Linked DNA regions of Mus musculus: all the other regions are linked to region 2. The links are chromatin contacts, called in public HiChIP or PLAC-seq maps. All regions are on one chromosome and are shown on one strand. Each heading gives the region's core, a stretch centred on a gene start, on an enhancer-like site or on the middle of the called end of the contact. The rest is flanking DNA. Distances are from core to core; before and after follow the strand shown.

Region 1 (2,941 bases), core at 158-2,657, 470 kb before region 2:
GCTCTTCCAGAGGACCTGAGTTCAGTTCCCAACACCTACACAGCAGATAACAACTATCTATAACTCCAATTCCAGGGAACCCCATGCCTTCTTCTGGCCTCCATGGTCACTTGGTAAAAAGGCAAACTCATTAATCTCTCTAATGCCCCAATTCTTTTAGCATGAAAACCGACTTCTCTAAATTGTCATTCTGACACTGCTCACTCATTTAACTTTTTGGAGTTACACAGTCCTGTAGTTTTCTCAATGCTTTCAAAGTTAGGAAACATCTTCCAAATGTTTCTAGGATCATAATCTGCTAACAGCCTTCCTTTGGCACCTCCAACTGCACCTCCCTTGACTCCACCCACACATGTTCTAAGAGGTGCTTTCATACAACTTTGATCATGTCCCAAAATTCTGACCATTGATCCACTTTCTCCCCTACCTTCAGGCTTGGTAGCTCACTAAAGGGAAGATTAGATAAACCTATATACCTTGTAAATGAACAAGACCAAACTAAACATTAAACTCACATTAAAATCAATCCTGATATTATCATAAGCTGACCCTTACAAGCATATGAAATGCAACCTGAAAAACAGAGAACCTGCTGATCTCTTATCAAATAATAGCTCATCCTGGCTTGGGACTTATTGTCATCTCTGTTTCCACAAACTAAAATTTGTCTTTGTCTCTTTTTCTTTCACTTACACATCGAGATATTTGCTGGTTATATATCATGGTTCTCAATACGCAAACGAATCCTTTACACAATACCTAAGATCCGTTATGTGACTTACAACAAAACCTTGCCAAATGTTAGGCCCTAAAGACAAAAGACTATAAAATCACAGCCATCACAGAAATCCCGGCTTAGGTACACCAGGTAGGGAAGCACGAGATACACTACTTCATAGAAAAGTCCCAAATGCGAGCGAGAAGGGACCCGCAGCACAGCACAGAGGCCTCTATTTACCTATCACCTTCCACGACAAGCTGGTAGAGGTTTTATCTACACGCTACAAGGAAACCCGCAATTGGGGTACCGGACCCTCATCCCTCGCAGCGCCCCAAGACGGCCCCGGGGAAAACGTGTACAGAAAGCATCCGAAACTCGAAGAAAGAAGAGGTCCACGCCCGGCCCGCCGGCGCGCGCAGGCAGAAGCGCGTGCATCTCCCCTGCACCAGAACAGCCCTGGACAGCAAGACCAGGCCGCACACAGCGGCTCGGACTGGGACGGGCGAATGCTCACCTACGACGCCCTCGAGGCGGCTCCGAGCCCTCACGGCGCACTGGGTTTGGAAAGGAACCGCCGATGCACACGGGAGACGAGAAACACGATCCACTGAAGGGCGAAACACGCCAGGTAGCACCAGAAAGGCGGCGCGGACGTGGCGTCACCCGCGAGGCGCGCTGAGTGACGTCACCGGGTGGGTGTGGCCAGACGCGCCTCCTCAGGAGCTCGAGGGTGCTCAGAGGGTCCAGGGGATCGGGGAGCCCTCACCCGGCAGAGGCAGGACCTTGCTGTCTGCTGTCCCTCAGCTCTTTGACACCCGGTTGTTTTTGCCCCACAGTTGGGCTTTGGCCCAGGATCACAGGTGACTGGGGTCGGGGAGGGAGTTTGGCCGCCAGCCGGGGAGTCGCGCGCGTGCGCACGACACCAACCGGCTCCCACGCGCCGGAACTACGCTCCTGGACTAGAGGGATGGAAGAGCTCCGCTGCCCCGAAGCCAAGCTGGCGCCACCAGAGGTAGTCATAGCTACCGAAGCCCCGCCACCCTCCCTTGTGGATCGATACTTCACTCGCTGGTATAAAGCGGGTAAGTGCGGGATGGTGGTGAGCTCCGCTTTACCGCACGGGTGCAGGCACTTCTGCCACGCGATGCAAGCCACCCGTGCTCTTCCCTGAGCATCCTAGTCCCAGGAATACAGATTTGCGCTGATGAAGAGCTAAAATAGGCGCTTTCCTTCGTGGGAACCGCAGCGCCATGTGTGGGTTGTTTGCAGGAAAGGACGTGAACTAAACTAAGGAACTCCGCGTTGGTCTATCTGGGCTTTCCCCACACTACTAAGGGTTGGTGTGCTTGGAGGGATCAATCCTACGCCGAACCGGGAAGAAACCTTAGGCATGGAGAGAAAAATTAAGAAATGTTAAGGAAGCAGTATCTAGTGTTAAGAAGAAACTGTGCATATTGTCCACTGGACGTTTGAAATAGGCTTCTCTGGTGTTCGTTCTGCCAAGAAAATACCGATACCACCTTTGGGGATCCTCCTCTAGCCTCTATTTTAGCCTTTTTAAATTCAGGGAAACCGGTAGACCCACATATAATATTTAGGATAAGCATCCTAAATTCTCTTTAGGACTGAATTTAAAAAAAAACGTGTGATTTTTGCATACCATCAAGACAGCCTCACAAAACACCACCATAATGTCAGCAATGTGGCGCTTATAATAGTGTTTCTCTAGGTGTACTCATTTTAAAGTGACAAGATGGAGGAGCTAAGAATGTTACCTGCCTTAACACTGAGTAAAGGATTCTATGTAAATTAGGCCACTTAAAATACTTCATAGCCTTTATTTACTTTGCCCACTGTGCTCAGCTTCGCAATGAACAATCTTCATGAACCAAAGGAGGTAATCACGTGGTAAATGCCAGTTCAACAACCTGCGACTCATTTATTCCTCTAGATGTTAAAGGAAAACCCTGTGAGGACCACTGTATACTCCAGCACTCCAACCGGTAAGCAAACCGGGAATCTTAAACTATCAACACTTTCCTTCTGGTAGCTAGCCTGGTGCGGTCTTGGGTCGGGTATGAGCATTCATGAAACTGTCTTCTGTGGTGTTGAAACGGTGTTATAGGAGTGTGTTGGCAAGTCTTGTTCAGTCATATACTGTTTGGCCAACCTGCACCAACCACTGTACTGCTGGACCTAAGGAATGGTTCCTTGTGGAGG
Region 2 (2,935 bases), core at 402-2,901:
TGAGATCGCTGAGGTCCAGACAGTGGCTCTTCACACGGCTGGCCTTGGAACACAGCGAGGTCTGCAGGGCAGATAAAGTATCCTCACACAGACACTGAACAGAAAACCAAGGTCTTCAAGGAGGAAGCCGGGAAGGAAAGCAACAGGAGCCGCATGCCAACCACAGGCAGGGCTTTGCAAGGCCATTTCCCCCAGGCAACCTCTTATCCCTGTGCTAGCTAGCATCAGGGATGATCCTAGCACTGAAAACTGAACCGTGGCTGGTGATGCTTCCCAGCATGGCCCGAGTATATTTAGGGAGACTTTTCCCTCCTCCCTGATTGTCACACGAAGGCCTTGGAACCTAAGGACAGTGTCACTAAAAGTTGTTTCGTGAAAACTGCAGAATATTTTTCCGGCAATTGTCCCTAAAACAAACCTTGATAAGAGCTTGCTTGACATAGATGCTAAACTACATATTACCGAGCCAGGAGGTGTTTCCAGATTGTCTTGAAACTGTGTCTTAAACAATCTGGCTGGACAATAGATGCTGACAGATTGCCCTGTTTCCTGTACCGCAGCCATTGGGGAACTCGGGGGTTCTATGGCTTCCTTTATAAGCCTCTTAATTCCAAACAAAGCCAAAACCCAAACAGGAACACACTGGCCTCAGGAACCAGGGACATCACAGCTGCAGACCAAGCCACTGACATCATGGGAGCTGAGCCTATTTGCACAGTGTTTCAAATCAAAGAGCACTGGGGTAGCGGGAACACTGGCTGTGGGTTCTACTGTGATTCAGATCTTAATCAAAGATGATATTCTGAGAACATATTATAGAAAAAGCATGATCTCATTATGCACACAGCTGGGGCTCAGTAAATATTGCAGAGGGAATACATAGGTGCCTAGCATGGACAGGGAGTAGACATGCATTAAAAGGCACTGTTTGTTTATTACCATTGAGGCGGGGTCTCATGTAGCCAAGGCCTGAACATAAGGCTCTTAATCAATGCTAAGTTTCTGATGTGAACAGGAACTGACTATAGAATCCAGATTTTGTAGGGCTATCTTAATGTCAAATATCTCACACATTTATAAAGACTTCATTTCTATAATGTTATCCCTTTTAAAGCAACTCACTGGTGTTCAAAGGCAGTTGCTACTATAGCTGTTATATGCCTCTGGAAAAAGAAATTGGGCCTTTACTTTGAGAATGCACGTTTCAGGGCCCAGGGATGGAGCTCGGTGAAGTTGCTCAGTTTGTATAGCAGGCCTAGGGACCAGGATTTGATCTCCAGCCCTGTATAAACTGGGCAACATCCACCTGTGACCCCAAACCCTCAGGAGTAGGTGGAGGCAGGGATAGCAGAAACTTAAGGCCATAAGACTTTCAGAAAAAGACAAATGGATATTGATTCCATTTAATTTAATTTATTTGAGACAGGGTCTTATATAACCTAGGCTGGCCTAGATGCTTCGATGTGGTAAAGGAGAGACTTGAAAATCTTGGTGCTATTAGATGTCAAGGCATGCCCCACCACAACCAGATCTTTTAAAAGAAAACAGTCTGGATTTATAAACAAATGTGTTGAGTATTCTGTTAGTGAACCGTGGAACCTCGAGACTAGAGCCAACCCAGGTAATCACATTCAGGCTGACCTTGCCAATACTGCCATCTAGTGGCCAGCAGAGGAAAGCTCTTGCCTCCAACCCTACGACTTAGGGGGAGACACAGGTTGGCTGTGTTCTTGTTTACTGTGCAATCAATCACTCTCCGGCTGGCTATGTAACAATTTCTCTGCGGCTCAGCTTCTTTGTCCTGATCCTTCCTCCCTGCTGGGCTGAAGAAAGCTTTCTTCCTTCCTCTTTTTTCTTCCTAATTCTGAGCATCAACAGATGATGGATCTGCCTGACAGGGAGATTTCTAGCACAGAAAGGAACACAGCGTCCCCATCAGCCTCGTGATGACTCACCAAATCAATACCAATTCTCATCAATTATCAATATTTAATGGATGGGACATAGAAGGTTTATTTGGCCGCTGAGAGAATATCAGTGTTGCCTTTTCTTTTTTCTTTTTTTGCTGGGATCATGGAAGCTGGGCTGCATTTTTTTTTAAAACAATTTAGTCTTGGTGCAGGAAGGGAGGGGTGGGGGTGAGGGAAATCAACCAGGCCCTTAACAACCACATCACATGCTTTATGATTCTCCCAGGAAAAACATAAACCAGTTCTTCCACCACTGCCTCCGCCTGACAGGCAATGCCCCCAGGCTTTGGTTTGGAACCAGGATAAGGTGCCCGAACATTCTAAAGGAAGTGAGAATGCCTTCTGCAGATAAAACTTTACAGGAGTGCGGAGATGAGTCTGTGGATAAGGCACTCAGCATCCAGCCTGAGGACTGGAGTATGGGAGTTCGGATCCCAGCACCTACATAAAAACCAGGCAACATAAACCGGGCGTGGTGGCACATGCCTTTCATCCCAGCACTTGGGAGGCAGAGCCAGCCTCTGAGATTTCTGAGTTTGAGGCTAGCCTGGTCTACAAAGTGAGTTCCAGGACAGCCAGGGCTATACAGAGAAACCCTGTCTCGAAAAACCAAAAACCAAAAACCAAAAAAAAAAAAACAAAAAAAAAAAAAAAACAAAAAAAAAAAAAACAGGCAACATGGCCATCTGTAACCCTGGAGGCAGGCGGGCTCTCTGGCTGAGGAGAATCTACAAGCTCCTGGGTGAGTGAGAGGAGGTATCACATGGGTACAGACACACACTTACACGTAATTTAAAAAATAAGAGGAAACCAGGTGTGAGAGCTTATCCTTTAATCCCAGCACTCCTAAAGCAAAAGCAGGTGGGTCGCTTGCACATGCTTGTGAGACACACACACGGCCATGTGTACAGACCCCAGGGTTTGCTCTTAGGCACATGCTACAGGTCTGGTTATCATTTTACCTG
Region 3 (3,013 bases), core at 122-2,621, 340 kb before region 2:
CACAGTGAGCAATGAAGGCTGCTTCCCTTCACACCTTCCTCTCAACAGCTTCTAGTGCACAGGGCCTGGATATAAACGCAGTTGCTCTAGGCTCTAAGGGTAGCTGTAGTAACTGCAGAGCAGGAGATGGACACTTGGCTTTGTTCCTCTTCTTTCTACGTGGGCTTCACTGGACCAGCTTGTTCTTTCATAGCATGTGCTCTCCCCAGAGCTTCCTGCAAAAGTGGGTTTCTTTCTTTCTTTTTTCCTGCCCCCCCCCACCCCCGCCAAGTTCTTTCTTGTGTGGTTTTTTTTTGGGGGGGTTTTGTTGTTGTTGTTTTGAGACAGGGTCTCACTATATAGCCCTGATTGCATGACTTTAATTCTAGTATTCCTAGGTCTCTAAGAGTTCCAGGCTAGCCAGGACTACACATTGAGATATAGTCTCAAAAAAACAAACAAATATAAGCATATCTGTCCTGGAACTCACTCTGTAGACCAGGCTGGCCTTAAACTCAAAGAGATCTGCCTACCTCTGCCTTCCAAGTGCTGGGATTAAAAGCATGCGCCTACCTTCTGGCTAGCAAAGATACTTCTAACGGTTACTAACTAGCTGAACAGCTACCAGGTGGGCCACACTACTGCTCCAGGCTAACCATCTTGGATTAGAGACACATCAGAAGCCTGGTTTTCCTGATTTAAAAAAAAAGATTTTATTATTTTCCCTTCACTTTATTTTCTATTTGTTGGTGTTACAGCTGGATGTATGTCTTTGTTCCACGTGCCTGCAGTGCCCACAGTTCTGATCTGCAACAGATGGTTGGTGCTGGAAATAGAACTCAGAGCCTCTGGAAGAAGAGCCAAAGCTCTGAAGTGCTGAGCCATCCCTCTAGCCCCTTTTTTGTTCTTTCCATTTTAGTTGTGGGGTAGAGAGAGGGTATCTGTGTGGGCAGTGGGCCGTGCCCCCAGACAGAAGATCCCGCAAGGTTGAAGCAGGTTCAAAATCCCTGGGAATTTTCATAATTGAGAAAGGTAGGTCTTAGAACCAACTCCTGGCCAGGGTCTCCATGTCTCAGACCACGTGACCACAACACCCCACTAAAGTCTTTTCCCATGTAAACAGAGCATCCCTAACATCTCAGACTGAGCCAATGAGAAGCATTTACCCCTAGATCCCACCCCACCCCAAAATGTCTATAAGGTCCCTTCTCTACAAGGAATAAAGTGCTCCAGTTATTTCACCAAGAATCATCTGCGAGCACCTATTTAATAGAGCTGTAACACTCTAGGGAAGAGTTTTCTCTCAAGCTTTTTCTGCTAGACCTCAGCCCCACCCAGCAGGCCCCGATCAAGCTTTCAACACCGCAGCTATCTAACCCCATTCACGATTAATCACAGCCACATCCTGACACTCAGCAACTTCAGCTTCTACCAGCCAGCTCCTGCATACCACTGCGAGCCACTAACTCCAGGGTTGCGACTGCATCAGAAAAGGTCTCCAGCAGCCTGCTCTACCCTAGCTTCCCCAAGGACAGTTCTAACATTCTGGCTGTTCCAGCCAGGCCAGCACCCCTCGGAGCTTTTGTTCTGGCCTGACTAGGGGTCCTCAGATTATGTTCTGCCTTCCTTCCCGGATCAGCCTGCTGGCTGTGCTCTGGTATGCAAACCAACAACTGTGTGCAGATTCCCGGAGACCAGAAGATAAACGTTGGGTTCCATGGAACCAACCATGGAGTTATAGGCAACTGTGAGCCACCTGACATGGGTGTTGGGAACTGAACTCTGGTCCTCTGAAAGAACAGTGTGTGCTCATAACCAATGAGCCACTTCTCACTTTTGAAAAGACTCATCTCATACTCAGAACAAATCTCTGAATCCAAATATCCAACATACACAAAAAAATGAGTCTCACTGGATTGCTTAAAAAAATAGGATGGACCCCCAAGATCTCTCAGACACTGGATCACCAACCACGCAGCATACACCAGCTGCTATGAGGCCACCAACACATACAGCAGAGGACTGCCCTGTCTGTGTTCAGAGATGATGCACCTAACCCTCAAGAGACTGGAGGCCCCAGGGAGTGTAGAGGTCAAGTGGCATTGAGGGTGGGGACATCCACATGGAGACAGGGGGTGGGTGGGTGAATAAAATATGGAGTATAAAATAAACAAATTAATTTAAAAAAATAGGATGGCATGTTAACATCACCAAGGTTCATCATTGGTGAAAGTAATGCTGGTATTTTCTCTATAGGCCAAGGGAACGCACTGTCACTTTTTTCCAGGGGTGGTGTTTGAATGTTTGCCCCATCCAAAGCTCATGGTGCACTGTAATAATATTAAGGGTGCCACGTGAGGCTGCAATGAGAAGGTGGGCCACCAGATGTGGACACCCTGATTCATACACCAACCCTTCAGAACACTGTTGGCACCTCACTGCATCAGCCAGCCTGTGCAAACGACAAGGAGGAGTCTAGCACAGAAGATAAACTAGGACAGAGGTCTCTACCTAGTGGACAGCATCCAGTGGACAGAGAAGTGATGAGCCAACTGGGCTAACAGTAAGAAAGGTAATGACAGCTACAACTGAGCCGAGCCAAGACAGCAGTGTTGATACTTTCACTATGGATAATTCCTGATCACTCAATGTGGCAAGGAAAGGAAAAGAACAAGGGGCTGAATGAAGGTCACGGACCTTGGCTTAAATCATAGCTCCACCCATGTGACTGGAGGTGCCTCAGAACCCCAGAAATGAAACACCTTCATCAGCAGATGGAGGTACCATCAATTCCATTTCATTTGTTTTGGTTTGTGTTTTGCTTGTTTGCTGTTGTTGATGGTGGATTTCTAAAGACAGTCCATTTGAAAGTACCTCATAAAGCTAAAGCCATGGCTCGGTGACTAAGAGCACTGGCTGCTCTTCCAGAAGACCTGGGTTCAATTCACAGCACCCGAATTGCAGCTCCATCTCTAACTACAGTTTTGAGGATCTGATGCCTCTTCTGGCCTCCTTGGGCACTGCATGCACAGTG

The links. HiChIP or PLAC-seq counts read pairs in DNA pulled down with a chosen protein or histone mark.
Region 1: a contact with region 2 is called in an HNF4G HiChIP or PLAC-seq map of pancreatic cancer cells. The contact joins the promoter of Elp1 here to the enhancer-like site in region 2. A contact is called at or near these places in 2 of 39 promoter capture datasets (cranial neural crest and maxillary cranial neural crest), 1 of 15 datasets of contacts at CTCF or cohesin (large pre-B cells), 2 of 484 Hi-C or Micro-C datasets (the HPC-7 cell line and adipose-derived mesenchymal stem cells) and 7 of 115 datasets of contacts at active chromatin or transcription factors (embryonic forebrain, embryonic hindbrain, embryonic stem cells and 4 more).
Region 3: an H3K27ac HiChIP or PLAC-seq map of embryonic stem cells shows a contact between it and region 2, with 9 read pairs. The contact joins two enhancer-like sites. A contact is called at or near these places in 6 of 39 promoter capture datasets (the 3T3-L1 cell line, the C10 cell line, cranial neural crest and 2 more), 1 of 484 Hi-C or Micro-C datasets (cerebellum), 2 of 115 datasets of contacts at active chromatin or transcription factors (embryonic stem cells and large pre-B cells) and 1 of 9 other capture datasets (embryonic stem cells).

Annotation. Positions count from the first base shown.
Region 1 is chr4:56,800,924-56,803,864 of GRCm38.p6, forward strand. It overlaps Elp1 (elongator complex protein 1), which reads right to left and starts at 1,408. Exons shown (of 37, transcript NM_026079.3): 1 at 1,236-1,408. It overlaps Abitram (actin binding transcription modulator), which reads left to right and starts at 1,406. Exons shown (of 6, transcript NM_001081420.1): 1 at 1,406-1,803; 2 at 2,673-2,724. The coding sequence starts at 1,689.
Region 2 is chr4:57,273,635-57,276,569 of GRCm38.p6, forward strand. The region is part of intron 1 of Ptpn3 (protein tyrosine phosphatase, non-receptor type 3); the gene reads right to left. Among named protein-coding and RNA genes, the nearest start is that of Gm12536, 25 kb to the right of the region's middle. Within about 2 kb of position 1,652, at least 45 of the 459 cell types and tissues checked have an H3K27ac peak or open chromatin away from gene starts, as enhancers often do. A contact at or near this core is called in embryonic stem cells and pancreatic cancer cells, where this site is marked.
Region 3 is chr4:56,930,855-56,933,867 of GRCm38.p6, forward strand. The region is part of intron 3 of Tmem245 (transmembrane protein 245); the gene reads right to left. Among named protein-coding and RNA genes, the nearest start is that of Tmem245, 15 kb to the right of the region's middle. Within about 2 kb of position 1,372, at least 27 of the 459 cell types and tissues checked have an H3K27ac peak or open chromatin away from gene starts, as enhancers often do. A contact at or near this core is called in embryonic stem cells, where this site is marked.